Regions from separate parts of the Oryctolagus cuniculus genome. Here region 2 is linked to region 1. The links are chromatin contacts, called in public Micro-C maps. All regions are on one chromosome and are shown on one strand. Each heading gives the region's core, a stretch centred on a gene start, on an enhancer-like site or on the middle of the called end of the contact. The rest is flanking DNA. Distances are from core to core; before and after follow the strand shown.

Region 1 (6,173 bases), core at 3,595-6,094:
CTCTGCCTTTCAAGTAAATAAAAATTTTTTTCTAAATGTTTAATTATATTGTAGTTAGGTCACATTTGTCATGTTTGCTTTTGGGCTTTTTGTACAAAAAGGAGAGAGAAGAAGTCTGTATTAGTCTCTTTGGAGATAAATATTTAGTAAAAATTATTTTTAAATCAAGGAGGGCTTGGAAGATTTGACTGAGAAGCTGCATATATTGACTTTATATTGCCAGAACACCACAATCCTACTCCTCCCTAATATCTGCTAATGATCTCACATTCTTATCATTAGTTGTAAATAAGCAATTAAGACCTGATGTGACAACACCTTGAGTGGGAAAGAAGTTCTACAGAAACAGGAGCCCAATCTCCAACTTAGTCTTGGTGGAGGAAGGTCTATAAGCCTTCCTGGATGAAATGACATCTTCAGTAAAAGTAGAAAATGGATTAGGTTTCAATTAGAGGTCAGGGCAAGGGTTAGGAAAGAAGTGCAGAACTGAAAAAGTGTGACAGAATCCAAGACTGGAGATAAATGCAGTTGGGCAGAAGGAAGCTTTGCATTTCATGTATCACTCTGGCCACTTTCTGATCACTTCTTGTTTGCCTGCTGTCTGTTCTTCTACCCCATCCCCTGCCCCTAACAGAACAGCTTAGTCTGCTGATTGCTCAGTGCTTGACACACAACTGTTAACCTTTCTTGAGGACCTGCCATGTGGCTGATCCTCTTCCAAGTGCTTCCTGAACCCCCAGGCCCCCATCACCCAACGGACCAAATTCTACATCCTCAGGGCTGGCTCAGAGGCTGCTCCTCTGTGAAACCTCTCCCATCTTCACTCTGCTCCTGCTCCCAGGATTAATTACTCCTCCCAGAGTCCTCTCTGCTATCGATCCTTACAGCATCAGTTTAATTATGCATAGTGTTAGTTCACTGCTTCCTTGCTTGTCTCCCCCAGTCCTCATTAAGTTTTAAACCATGCGAACACGGTGTGTTTTTCTCTGCCTCTATAAGTCTCACGCAACACTTGGGACATACTTTTGTAGAGACCAGAGGGAATGAGAAAAAAATCATAAATACTCATATAAATGGCTTTCTAAATATAGCACACACATAAATGATATGCCATTTAAAAATTATATTTTATACGTTAGCACTGTTTTCACTTTCAACTACATAAATGGAGGAAGGGCCACAAACTCCCAGAAACACACAAAACAAACCTCAAAAATATTTTGCACAAATGAATTAGGAAGAGAGGGTCTACAACCCCTCACCTTCTGCTCTTGGGCAAGGTCAAATAAAGTACATTATCAACTTAGGCCAGATACAGAAGGCTCTAGTACAGTATGGCAACAAGGTCCTTCTGGCACCAGACCCCGAGGCTCATGAGCAGCCTGTCTCCCCAGGGGACTTGGCCTTATTAAAGACCTGGAAGGAAGGGTCTCCCTCAGACCAGTTACAGCCCCAGTGGAAGGGGCCCTGCCGAGTACTATTGAGCACTCCTACGTCAGTAAAATTACAGGGAGTCCCAAGCTGGGTACATTTGTCAAGGATTAAACCTCTACCTCTTGAGTTTCCACAGGTGGATCCAACAGATACATCAGCTTATTCCTGTGAGCCAATTGAAGATCTAAAATACCTCTTCAAAAGGCAGAAAAATAAGTAGAACTCTTGTTCTAGCCACAACAAAATGCTGCAATTCAGTGCCCACCTGATGTACATATCTCTCTTGGTCCTTTCTGGGTGCTATTATTGGCAGAAGGACTCCTTGGTGGGTTCCTCAGTGACAAAGAACGACAGCCCAGAAGAGTTTTTCAGAACCGACTTTAAGAACCTGACCTTAGCTGTGGGTAATCTGGCCTACACTTCAGGACGGCTTCTGCAGCAGGCTCTGATTTCGGTACACTCCCTGTCCAGGGTAGTTATGGACGATAGACAGGTCTTAGAGTTCATGTTAACAGAACAAGGGGGCATGTGTGCAGTGCTCACGGGGATCTGCCGCCTTTACTCAAATAATAGTATGTTCTCAGAAAAGGACATCAAAGCCCTCTATGCTCAAGCTAAATGGTTTTATAGTTTGCATAGCGGAAATCTCCCACCACCTACTGTCTGGGAGATGGCTAGACGTTTTTTCTATCTTAAGGGGCACACCAGTAGCACTTGGGGCTATTCCAATCTTCTCATGGTGAATGACAAACTTATATGTTTCAGAACCCAACAGCTTCTGAGAATAAGGACATGCAGGATGGCGGTGACTGAAAGAGCCCCAGCTCATGAAGCTAACTCATTAGATGAGATAGGCAGAGACTTCCGGACCGAAAACAGGCAGGGTCTACGCCCCTAATAAGCAGGAAGTAGCTACAGAAGATGGTGACTCGATGCGCATCAACATCCCCTTAAGATTAAGGTCTGGAGTCTCTGAGGGGGGAATGAAGCAGGCAGGCATGCAGGCTAAAATTGGTTAGATTTGTGAGCTGGAAGACCACGCCTTCGCCACGCCCCTGTGTGACTTCACGCCCAACCTGATACCTTCGCCTTCCCTCTGTGTGACCTAACACTCTACCAGATACCCCCACTACGCCCCCATGTGACATCAGGCTCTACCTGACCATACCTGAGCGCCCACCTGGCCACAAGCCACGCCCCTGTGGAAAATGTATATAGACAGTGAGTGTCGCAAAAGGCTCTCTGCCTCTGCGGTGCTGCCGGTGATAAGCGGTGGATAGCAGCTCAAGGTGCTTGCTGCACGTGGCTTTGGCCTGCTCTCTGAGTGGTATGGACGCTACCCTAGTTTCCAGACTTTCCCCTCTCTCCTATCTGAACTAAAGCCTTCACTTTCCTAGATGCCTCTTGCACTAAATAAAAGCTTAAAACATACCATGCTGCCTCGTTTACCTGTGCCGGTATTTAGAATTCTTCTCTAAATATTAGGCAAGAACCCTCTTGGGCTTATTAATATTGGGGATTTAGTTATAAGCCCGTGATGAAATCATATGGCACCCCAAATTCTGGTAGTACATGTGGCATCCCAGATAGCAATTCTATGGAATTTTAAAGGGCCACATTTCAGTGTAATATTTAGGGGATCTTGTCCGATTCCACTTCCAACCCCCAGGGCAATTTTTTTTAGATTATTTATTTGAAAGACAGAGTTACAGAAGCAGAAAGGGGGGGGGGAGGGAGAGAGAGAGAGATCTTCCATCGGCTGGAAATGACCACAACAGCCAAAGCTGAGCTGATCTGAGACCAGGTGCCAGGAGCCTCCCCTGGATCTACCACATGGGTGCAGGGACCCAAGGACTTGGGCCATCCTCTGCTGCTTTTCCAGGCGCACTAGCAGGATGCTGGATCAGAAGTAGAGGAACTGGCACCCATATGGGATACAGTCTCTGCAGGCTGGGATCTTAACCTGCTGTGCCACAGAGTGCCGGCCAGGGCAATCTTGTAAAATAAATTATGACCAAAGCCCTGTTAGGGCTTGCTCGGCTGTTGGGATACAAACAGTTAACACCTGGTAAAGTGAGCCCCAAATAAGCATGATCCTTGAGACGCCAAGAAGGAATTTTATATGGCCTAAGATTCTGCTGGCTGGGACATCCCAAGCTGATAAGAACATAAACTGTTGACTTCATTAAACACCTGTCAAGGGGGTCTTCTCCCTGTTCCGACCCTCCTTGTGGGGGAATGTCCCCCTGCCAAGAGTCAGCAATATAAACAGACTGTTGCCCTCTGCGTGGTGGGCAGTCTCAGATTCCCAGACTGTTGCCCTCTGCGTGGTGGGCAGTCTCAGACCCCGGCTTGCTGTCCAGTGCGAATCCTACTTTCCCCGGCATGCTGCCCTATCCTTAATGGAAGCCTTTCCTGCTTTAACCAGGCGCCTCCTTGCTTCTTTGAACCCTATAATCCTAAACACCAAGCGGCCCTACCTGCCCTGCTGACGGCCACATTCTCAGTACACCGGCTACCTCAAGGCCCCATGTGAACTTTCTCCCCTCCACGCCTGCGGGGACCTGCACCGCGGGCTGTCGGGACTCACACTCACGCCACAGAGCTGCCACTTCAGCCATCCGCGCCGCCTGTAGTGCCTTTTCCCGCTTGCTTCGCCTGGCTCGTGTCCCGCGTGGCCTCGGCAAGCAAGCTTTCCCGATCTAAGAACTTCGTAAAAAAGTATTAAGTACAAGAATGGCTTATGGCAGCCCCTCCGCTGTGTGACTGAAAGTGAAAAAAGGATGCTAACGCTTAAAGCGCCATTTTAAAAAACGACACACAACTTACACGGAGGCCAGCCGCGGAGTGTTCACGACTTTCCCGCATTCCCTCCTGTCTGCAACGGGCTCATTCTGCAGACGCCCGTTTCTAGCGGATCTCCCTGGGATCGGAGGTAACGTTCCTCCCGGCCCCCCAGGCACAACCCTTATCTCGGTATTCACCACCTCAACGCCGGCAGACCAAGGCTCTGCCTTTCCCATCACCGTGCGCGCCAACAGCGTCTCTGCCGACCCCGCGCCTGACCCCTACTCGGCTCCGACCTATTTTCCGAATGGAAGCAAAGGCTCCTCCCTCAGATGGCCAGCGCGCTGTTTAAGCGCGGTCCTCTTCCCGCCCAGGAAATACAACTGGCTCCCATCCTTCAAGCCTTGGGGCACGGAAAAGACTGTGAAGTATCAGCCTGCCCTCAAAGTGAGGGCAACAAGAGTCTCCAAATTCCCGGACCCCAAAACGCCACCAAGAAGCCAGACTCCCCAAAACACCAGCCGAGTGAGTACGCGGGGTAGCGGAGGAATGTTAACTGACACCGGAAGTCACGTGGCACGACTCGGCCTGAGTTCACTATCTCGGCAGTCGGCTATTCAGCCTTGCAAGCGCCTCTGGCGGGCTTCGCTGAAATCGGCTTTTTCGGCGCTCGACTTGTTCGTGCTGCTGCCGCCGCCGAAGGAGGGGCAAAGCTCAAGATGGCGGACAAAACGCCAGGCGGATCTCAGAAGGCCAGTTCAAAGGTAATTTCTTAGAGGACTTCGCAAGTCAGTGGGTCTGTCGCTGCGTTCTGGGGCCTGCAGGGGCTTCTGGCCCACGGGCGGTCACTGGGGTTGGGGTCCGAGTTCTGGTTGCGTCAGTAGGCCCGGCCTCGCCGCACCCGTGGTGCGCAGGTTGAGAGGCCTGGTATCGCCCCTTAGTCCCAGGCTGGATTCGGCTCGAGACTGGCGTGTCCAGGAGGTGCTGGCGTGGGTAGTTCGGCCCGCGCTTGGCATTGGAGTGAAGTCAGGAATTCAGATTGAGGTCTGAAGCCCTGTAAACGCGTCCCCGGATCCCCGCTCGCTGGGCTCGGAGGCCGCCGCACAGCGCCTAGGAGAGGCGGGAATCGCTTCCCGTGGCTTAACTGTTTCTTTTTTCCTCGGTTCTTCGGTTTTAGATTTCACTCGCTTCCGGCCTTCCTGAATTTCACGCCTGCCGGGGCATAAATCATTTCTAGGGTCGCAGCTTAAGAGAGGAGGGACCAGTAGAGGAAGGGCACGGGGTGGGAAGTGCAGAGGCGGGAGCGGCTCTGCTGTGCGGAGCTGCCTCCCAAGGTTAGTGCCACACTCTACACGTGGTCACTCCCTCACTTTAGGGGAAGTAGAAACAAGCCCTTCTTTCGGGCGTCGAAGACTGGGGTCTCCTTCACCTCCATGTTGTGTGTTGCTCCAGCGAAAGAATTTGCGTTGACTTGGAAGCTGAGACCAGTAAATTACACTGGAGTTTACAGGGGGAGCCGAGTGCACGGATTGTGAAACCGGCCGAGTGTTGAATAGTTTAGGTTCTGGTTAGCATCAGGTCTTACGTGGGCCATCTGGGGCGGGCCACTTAATAGGTTTTGTTTTGTTTTTGCTTTGGGCTTCTTATCTTAAAAGTAAGAGGTACTTCCGTGAAGTAGTTGTTAATCTTTCAGATGCTGGTAGAAGAAATTTTGTCTGAGATGTTAAAAGCGTATATGACCTCAAGTCCTCTGTTAAAAACTTATGTTGACGGTTTAAGGGGAGAGCCTTAGGCTTACAGTTTGTAATGAGAAACATTTTCTGTTAAATAGCAATCTGTATGCCGTTTGGTGAATTCACTAAGTACTTTGCAGTTACCAAACATCCTTTAGTTACTTAGAAATTAAACCACTTTTAGCTGCTTTACATCTTTATTCCCTATCAGTTTTTCTT
Region 2 (6,227 bases), core at 882-3,381, 480 kb before region 1:
CCATGGAGAAACCAGGTCAATGTCACTGAAATAAACAAGACAAAGACAGAAGAGGATGAGATGAGAAACAAGTTGAGACCAGATAGGTCCTTAGAGGCTTGGTGAGAGTCTGGATTTTATAATAAATGTGGAAGGCCAAAGGAAAGCTTTGTGCAGGGCTATACTGTTATATAATTTACAATATGATCAACAGTTGTGAAATCACTTATTGACTGCTGAGTGGGAAATCCATTATTAAGTGAGGAAAAGTGGAAATGAGAGTTCACTTGAGAGGTTACCATAATGGTCTAGAATAGAAATTATGGTGGTAGCAGCGGAGATGGTGAGAAGTGTCAGATTCTAGATGTTTTTCAAAAATATGATTGACAGAATTAGCTTGTGGATTATCAAGGGATAGGAGAAGCAAGGAAGACTCCCAAGCTTCTGGATGGTACATTTACAATAACATGGGAGAAGGAAGAGTTTAACCAGGAGTTCTACTACTTGGGATATGTTAATTTGCATTTCCTAGTACGAAAGGTGAGTAGGGAACCTAACATATATTTTATATATGATAAGCAAAGAATTTGTATAGGACACAGGACATCCAGTGAAACTACTAGTATACACTTATATGGACATAGACATAGACACAGATATGGATGTAGTTACCCTGTGTGTGCTGAGAAGGGGTAGCAACCATCAACACTCTTCCCCTCTCTCCCTAACATACTGGCGTTCAAAACTTTACTCTTGGGGTTTACAGAAAACAAGCACTTGCACATGAAGTAATATTAAGTTATCTTCAAGCTTTGGCAACACTTTTGTACATTTTTGTGGACCCTGTGGCCAATCCCTTGGATTTCTCACTAAACTAACGGGCCAGGTATCCGCCATCCATACGCACAGGGTCATATCTTCAGAATGGACTATGATGTCCCTCAAAAGAAAGAAACCAGCTGCCTTGTCCAGCAACTGACCTCTGTGCAGAAAACCAGAGAGGTTATTTTTCTTCTAAGGGCAGTTTGGGGACAACACGTAAACTAGTTCCTCCAAGAGCGATCATAAAGAATAGGAGCCTGGAGGGGGTTGATGGGTTCATGTCACTCATCTAAGGAGAGAAGTCTTCAGGAAGCCAATGAGTGTAGAGGGGCCGGCGCTGTGGTGCAGCGGTTAAAACCAAAGCCTGAAGAGCCAGCATCCCTTATGGGTGCCGGTTCTAGTCCCGGCTGCTCCTCTTCCGATCCAGCTCTCTGCTATGGCCTGGGAAAGCAGAAGATGGCCCAAGAGCCTGGGCCCCAGCACTTGGGCCTGATTCCAGGCTTCCAATCGGCTCAGCTCCGGCCGTTGTGGCCACTTGGGGGGTGAACCAGCGGATGGAAGCTCTCTCTATATATATAACTCTGTACTTCAAATAAATAAAAATAAAATCTTTAAAAAAAGAGTGTAGAAAAATGACTAGAAAGAGATCAGACGGGACTCTGTCCTCCAAGGCCAGAATGTAAGCCTCTAGATCCGGGCGAGCTCCCGGGTAACCCTGAGGTAAAGCGGCGCCAGCAGATGCCCCCTCCCCTCGGATCGACAGATCGCTGACGACGCCCCCGCTTCTGATCAACCGCCACTCCGACGGCGAAACACCCAGCACACACAGCATCTCCCCGTAAGGACCGCGGGGAATGCGAGGATCGGAGCCAGCGCGCGCCAGGGAAGAGCCGCCGGCCCGGCCGGGCGGAGAAAGACGCAACACCCAGGACTGCGGGGTCTGGCCCTACCTGCCCAGCTCCCGCAGGGCGGGGATCATGGAGGCCAGTTCCAGGCCATGCTCGCCCATGCTGAGGTTGCGAGGTCCTCGCCAACCACGCCAACTCGAGTTCCCCGCTTCGCCACCGCTATCCCGGGTGGAGAGGCGCGGCGCCCGACGGAGCCTCGCAGGGTCCAAAACTGCTCCCGGAAGCCGCGGCTGGAGCAGCTCGCCACGCCCCCTGCCGGGGCGCGTAGGACCCAGGGGAAGCCGCGAGGCCGTCAGGGGGCGGGGAAGCGGGCGGAGCGCGCGGAGCTCGAGTTGCCCGGGGCGGGTCCTGATGGCGCTCGCCGCTGTGCGCGGGCGACGCTCGCGGTAAAACTGGGGTTTGAGAGGGGGCGCTCGGCAGCTGAACTTTCAGAGACGCAAGATCATCGGATCTGAGGAGGAGAGGAACTTGACTGCCCCAGCCCAGAATCCCTGAATTCCGCGAGTCAGTGCCAAGGCCAGAGCCCAGATTTCCTCACGTTTTAAACGTTGCTCATTTTCCTACCACTCTTTGCCTCCTTCGAGAGGTAACAGGGCAAAAGGTGAATGTCTTGTGGTTTTTTGTGCAGTTTTTTCAACTTGAAGATCCTAGCAGCCTGTAATATTTAAAATGGAAGTTGGGTTGAATGTACCGCTGTCTCACTCCCTAACAGCCAGGCTTAAGCCAGGAGCCAGAGTTGACTCTGGGTCTTCCAGGTGAAAGGTACTCAGCTGCTTGACCCATCACCTGTTTCCTCTCGGGATGCACATTAGCAGGAAGCTGGAATAGGGAGCGCAGCTGGGACTTGAACCCATGCAGGCATCCCAACAGTGTCATAACTACAGTGCCAAATGCCTGCCCCTCTGGTCAGTTCTCTATGTCCTCATGGTTCAGGTTTTTTTTTTTTTTTTTTTTTTTTTTTGACAGAGTGGACAGTGAGAGAAAGAGAGAGACAGAGAGAAAGGTCTTCCTTTGCCGTTGGTTCACCCTCCAATGGCCGCCACGGCCGGCGCACCACGCTGATCCGATGGCAGGAGCCAGGAGCCAGGTGCTTTTCCTGGTCTCCCATGGGGTGCAGGGCCCAAGCACCTGGGCCATCCTCCACTGCACTCCCTGGCCACAGCAGAGCGCTGGCCTGGAAGAGGGGCAACCGGGACAGAATCCGGTGCCCCGACCGGGACTAGAACCCGGTGTGCCGGTGCCGCAAGGCGGAGGATTAGCCGAGTGAGCCGCGGCGCCGGCCGATTCCTTGCATTTTTTAAAAAAGGTTTATTTGAAAGGTAGAGTTACAGAGAGGCAGAGGCAGAAAGAGAGAGAGAGAAAGAGAAGTCTTCCATCTGCTGGGTGGTTCACTCCCCAAATGGCCACAATGGCCAGAGCTGAGCTGATCTGACGCCAGGAACTTCTTCCAGGTCTCCCACGTGGGTGCAGGGCCTTGAGGACTTGGGCCATCTTCTACGGCTTTCGCAGACCATAGCAGAGAGCTAGATCAAAAGTGGAGCAGTCAGGACTCAAACCAGCGCCCACAAGGGATGCTGGTGCTGCAGGTGACAGTTTTACCCACTGTGCCACAGCGCCAGCCTTACAGTGTAGTTTAGCTTCGTTTTTTTTTTTTGTCTAGATGGTCTGCCCATTGATGAAAATGGGGTGAATTCCCAACAGTCATTATATTAGAGTCTGTTTCTCTTATTAGATCTTATAATGGTTGCTTCATATAATTAAGTGGTCCAGTGTCAGATCCATATATTGTGAATATTTTTTATTAACTGTATTTTCAGCACCTCATTCTAATATTCATAAGTCATAATAATGTAAATGCGGACATAATACAGATGTTGGTTCCTGCATTTCTCCTAGTCCCCTTTTATCGTTTGTGGTGATGGAACATGGACGAGACAGTGAAGCAGATAGAGAATTTAATGTGGCTGAATTGTAGTGCCCCTAGTATTTCCTACAGCCAGTGTCCCAGATCAAGTCCACAAAAGGTCACTAACTAATAATTCCAGTGAGCCACCTACGTATAGAATTTTCCCTTAGGCTGGTGTTGTAGCATAGTGAGTTGAGCTGCTCAGCATTCCACATGGGTGCTGGTTCATGTCCTAACTCCCACTTCCAATCCAGCTCCCTGACACTGCCCCTGGGAAACAAGTGGAAGATGGCCAAGTTGTTGGGCCCCTGGACCCACGTGGGAGAGACTCAGAAGAAGCTACAAGCTGCAGCCACTAGGCTTCAGCCTGGTGTAGCCCTGACTGTTGCAGCCATTTGGGGAGTTAACTAGTGGATGCAAGATCTCTCCCTCCCCCTCCCCTCTCCCCCCTCCCTACCCCTCTCTAACTCTGCCTTTCAAATAAACAGATAAATCTTAAAAAAAAAAAAAAAAAAAAAAAAAAAAAAAGTGCTCACTGACAATGGAACTACTAGACAGTGACCACCAGATGGCACTAGAATCCAGTTGAGACCAACAGCCTGGCTTCTCAGCAAGATGCCCAAATTCCTGGCTAGCTATAGGTGCAAATTGCATCCTAAAGCATTGGATTTGTCTTTGCTCCATTTGTGGTATTATATCAGGATTTTTACTGTATAATACATCTCAAAGTATATATTAATACAGAAAAATTAGTTACTTTGTATTTTTTAAAGATTTATTTATTTGAAAGGCAGAATTACAGAGAGAAATGGAAAGAGAGAGAGAGAGAAAGAACTTCCATTTGTTGGTTCACTTTCCAAATGGCTGCAAGAGCCAGAGCTGGGCCAGGCTAAAATCAGAAGCATGGAACCCCATCTGGGTCTCTCCCATAAGTGCAAGGGCCCAAGTAGTAGGGCCATCTTCCACAAACTTCCACCTGTTTTCCCAGGTGCATTAGTAGGGAGCTGTACCAGAAGTAGAACACCTGGATTCAAACTTGTGCCCATATGGATTGCCAGTGTTACAAGCAGCAGTTTAACCACAATGCCGGCCTCTGTTTTCTACGTTTAAATGGACTTCAACAAATGGCTCCCTGGTATATACAATAATCTGCATTTTAAAAATTATCTACTACTTGAGAGGTAGAGACACAGATGGATGAAGACGGAACATTACTATTCACCAGTTCACTCCCCAAATGCCTTCAACAGCCAGGACTGGGCTAGGGCTGAAGCTGGGAGCCAGGAACACAACTCAGATCTCCTACATAGTGGTAGTAACCCAATTACTTGAGCCATCACCTCTGCCTCCCAGTCTGCATTAGTCAGGAGCCAGAGCTGGTATCAAATCCAGGTACTCTACTGTGGGACAGAGACATTTTTTTTTTTTTTTTTTTTGACAGGCAGAGTGGACAGTGAGAGAGAGAGAGACAGAGAAAGGTCTTCCTTTGCCATTGGTTCACCCTCCAATGGCCGCCGCAGCCCGCGCGCTGCGGCCGGCACACCGCGCTGATCGATGGCAGGAGCCAGGTACTTATCCTGGTCTCCCATGGGGTGCAGGGCCCAAGCACTTGGGCCATCCTCCACTGCACTCCCTGGCCACAGCAGAGAGCTGGCCTGGAAGAGGGGCAACCGGGACAGAATCCGGCGCCCCAACCGGGACTAGAACCCCATGTCCCGGCGCCGAAAGCGGAGGATTAGCCTAGTGAGCCGCGGCGCCGGCCGGGACAGAGACATCTTAACCTCTAGGTCAAGTGCCTAATCCTTTGCACTTTAAACAAGTTTCCAGGTGATGATATTTGGAATTGTTACACACAGCAGACAGAGCAACTTTTTCAAAATCCAATTTTGATTTTGCCATTCCCATTGTTCAGTAGCTTAGCTGTGTCTTGAATATTGTTAGACATAGATTAAGGTTAAAAGGGGGCACGTGTCTGCTGGCTTTCATCGGGTAAAGCCTCAAATAATAGACACAGGTGCCAGCACTGTGGTATAGCAGGAAAAGCCACCGCCTGCAGTGCCAGCATCCCATATGGGCGCCGATTTGAGTCCTGGATGCTCCACTTCCAATCCATCTCCCTGCTGTGGCCTGGGCAAGCAGTAGAAGGTGGCCCCCAAGTACTTGGGCCCCTGCACCCATGTGTGAGACCCGGGAGAAGCTCCAGGCTCCTGGCTTCGGATCATCCCAGCTCAAGCGGTTGCACCCATTTGGGGAGTGAACCAGCAGATGGAAGACTTCTCTCTCTCTGCCTCTGCCTCTCTGTCACTCTGCCTTTCAAATAAATAAATAAACCTTTTAAAAAATAATAGACAAAATAACCACAAGTGGATTCTGAAACTTAACAAAGCAGAATAAATGATCCAATATAGCCAAACTGCACTAATTGACTTACTCCATTTAGTAGAAATGCTGCAAAAACCCATTATAATAAAAAAGAAACCCATTTAGTTCTCATAAAGTTATAGTATTTGACAAACTTAAAGCCAGGGGCCGGTGCTGCAGCTCAATAGGCTAATCCTCTGCCTGCGGCACCGGCACACCAGGTTCTAGTCCTGGTTGGGGCGCCGGATTCT

What was found. A called contact is a pair of places that touch in the nucleus more often than the background predicts.
Region 2: a Micro-C map of ear pinna shows a contact between it and region 1, with 6 times the contacts expected there. The contact joins the promoter of ATR here to the promoter of U2SURP in region 1. A contact is called at or near these places in 5 of 6 Hi-C or Micro-C datasets (ear pinna, embryonic fibroblasts, psoas muscle and 2 more).

What each region holds. Positions count from the first base shown.
Region 1 is chr4:138,835,022-138,841,194 of mOryCun1.1, reverse strand. U2SURP (U2 snRNP associated SURP domain containing) reads left to right here and starts at 4,844. Exons shown (of 28, transcript XM_051818666.2): 1 at 4,844-4,985. The coding sequence starts at 4,941.
Region 2 is chr4:139,311,651-139,317,877 of mOryCun1.1, reverse strand. ATR (ATR serine/threonine kinase) reads right to left here and starts at 2,131. Exons shown (of 47, transcript XM_051859026.2): 1 at 1,752-2,131. The coding sequence starts at 1,810.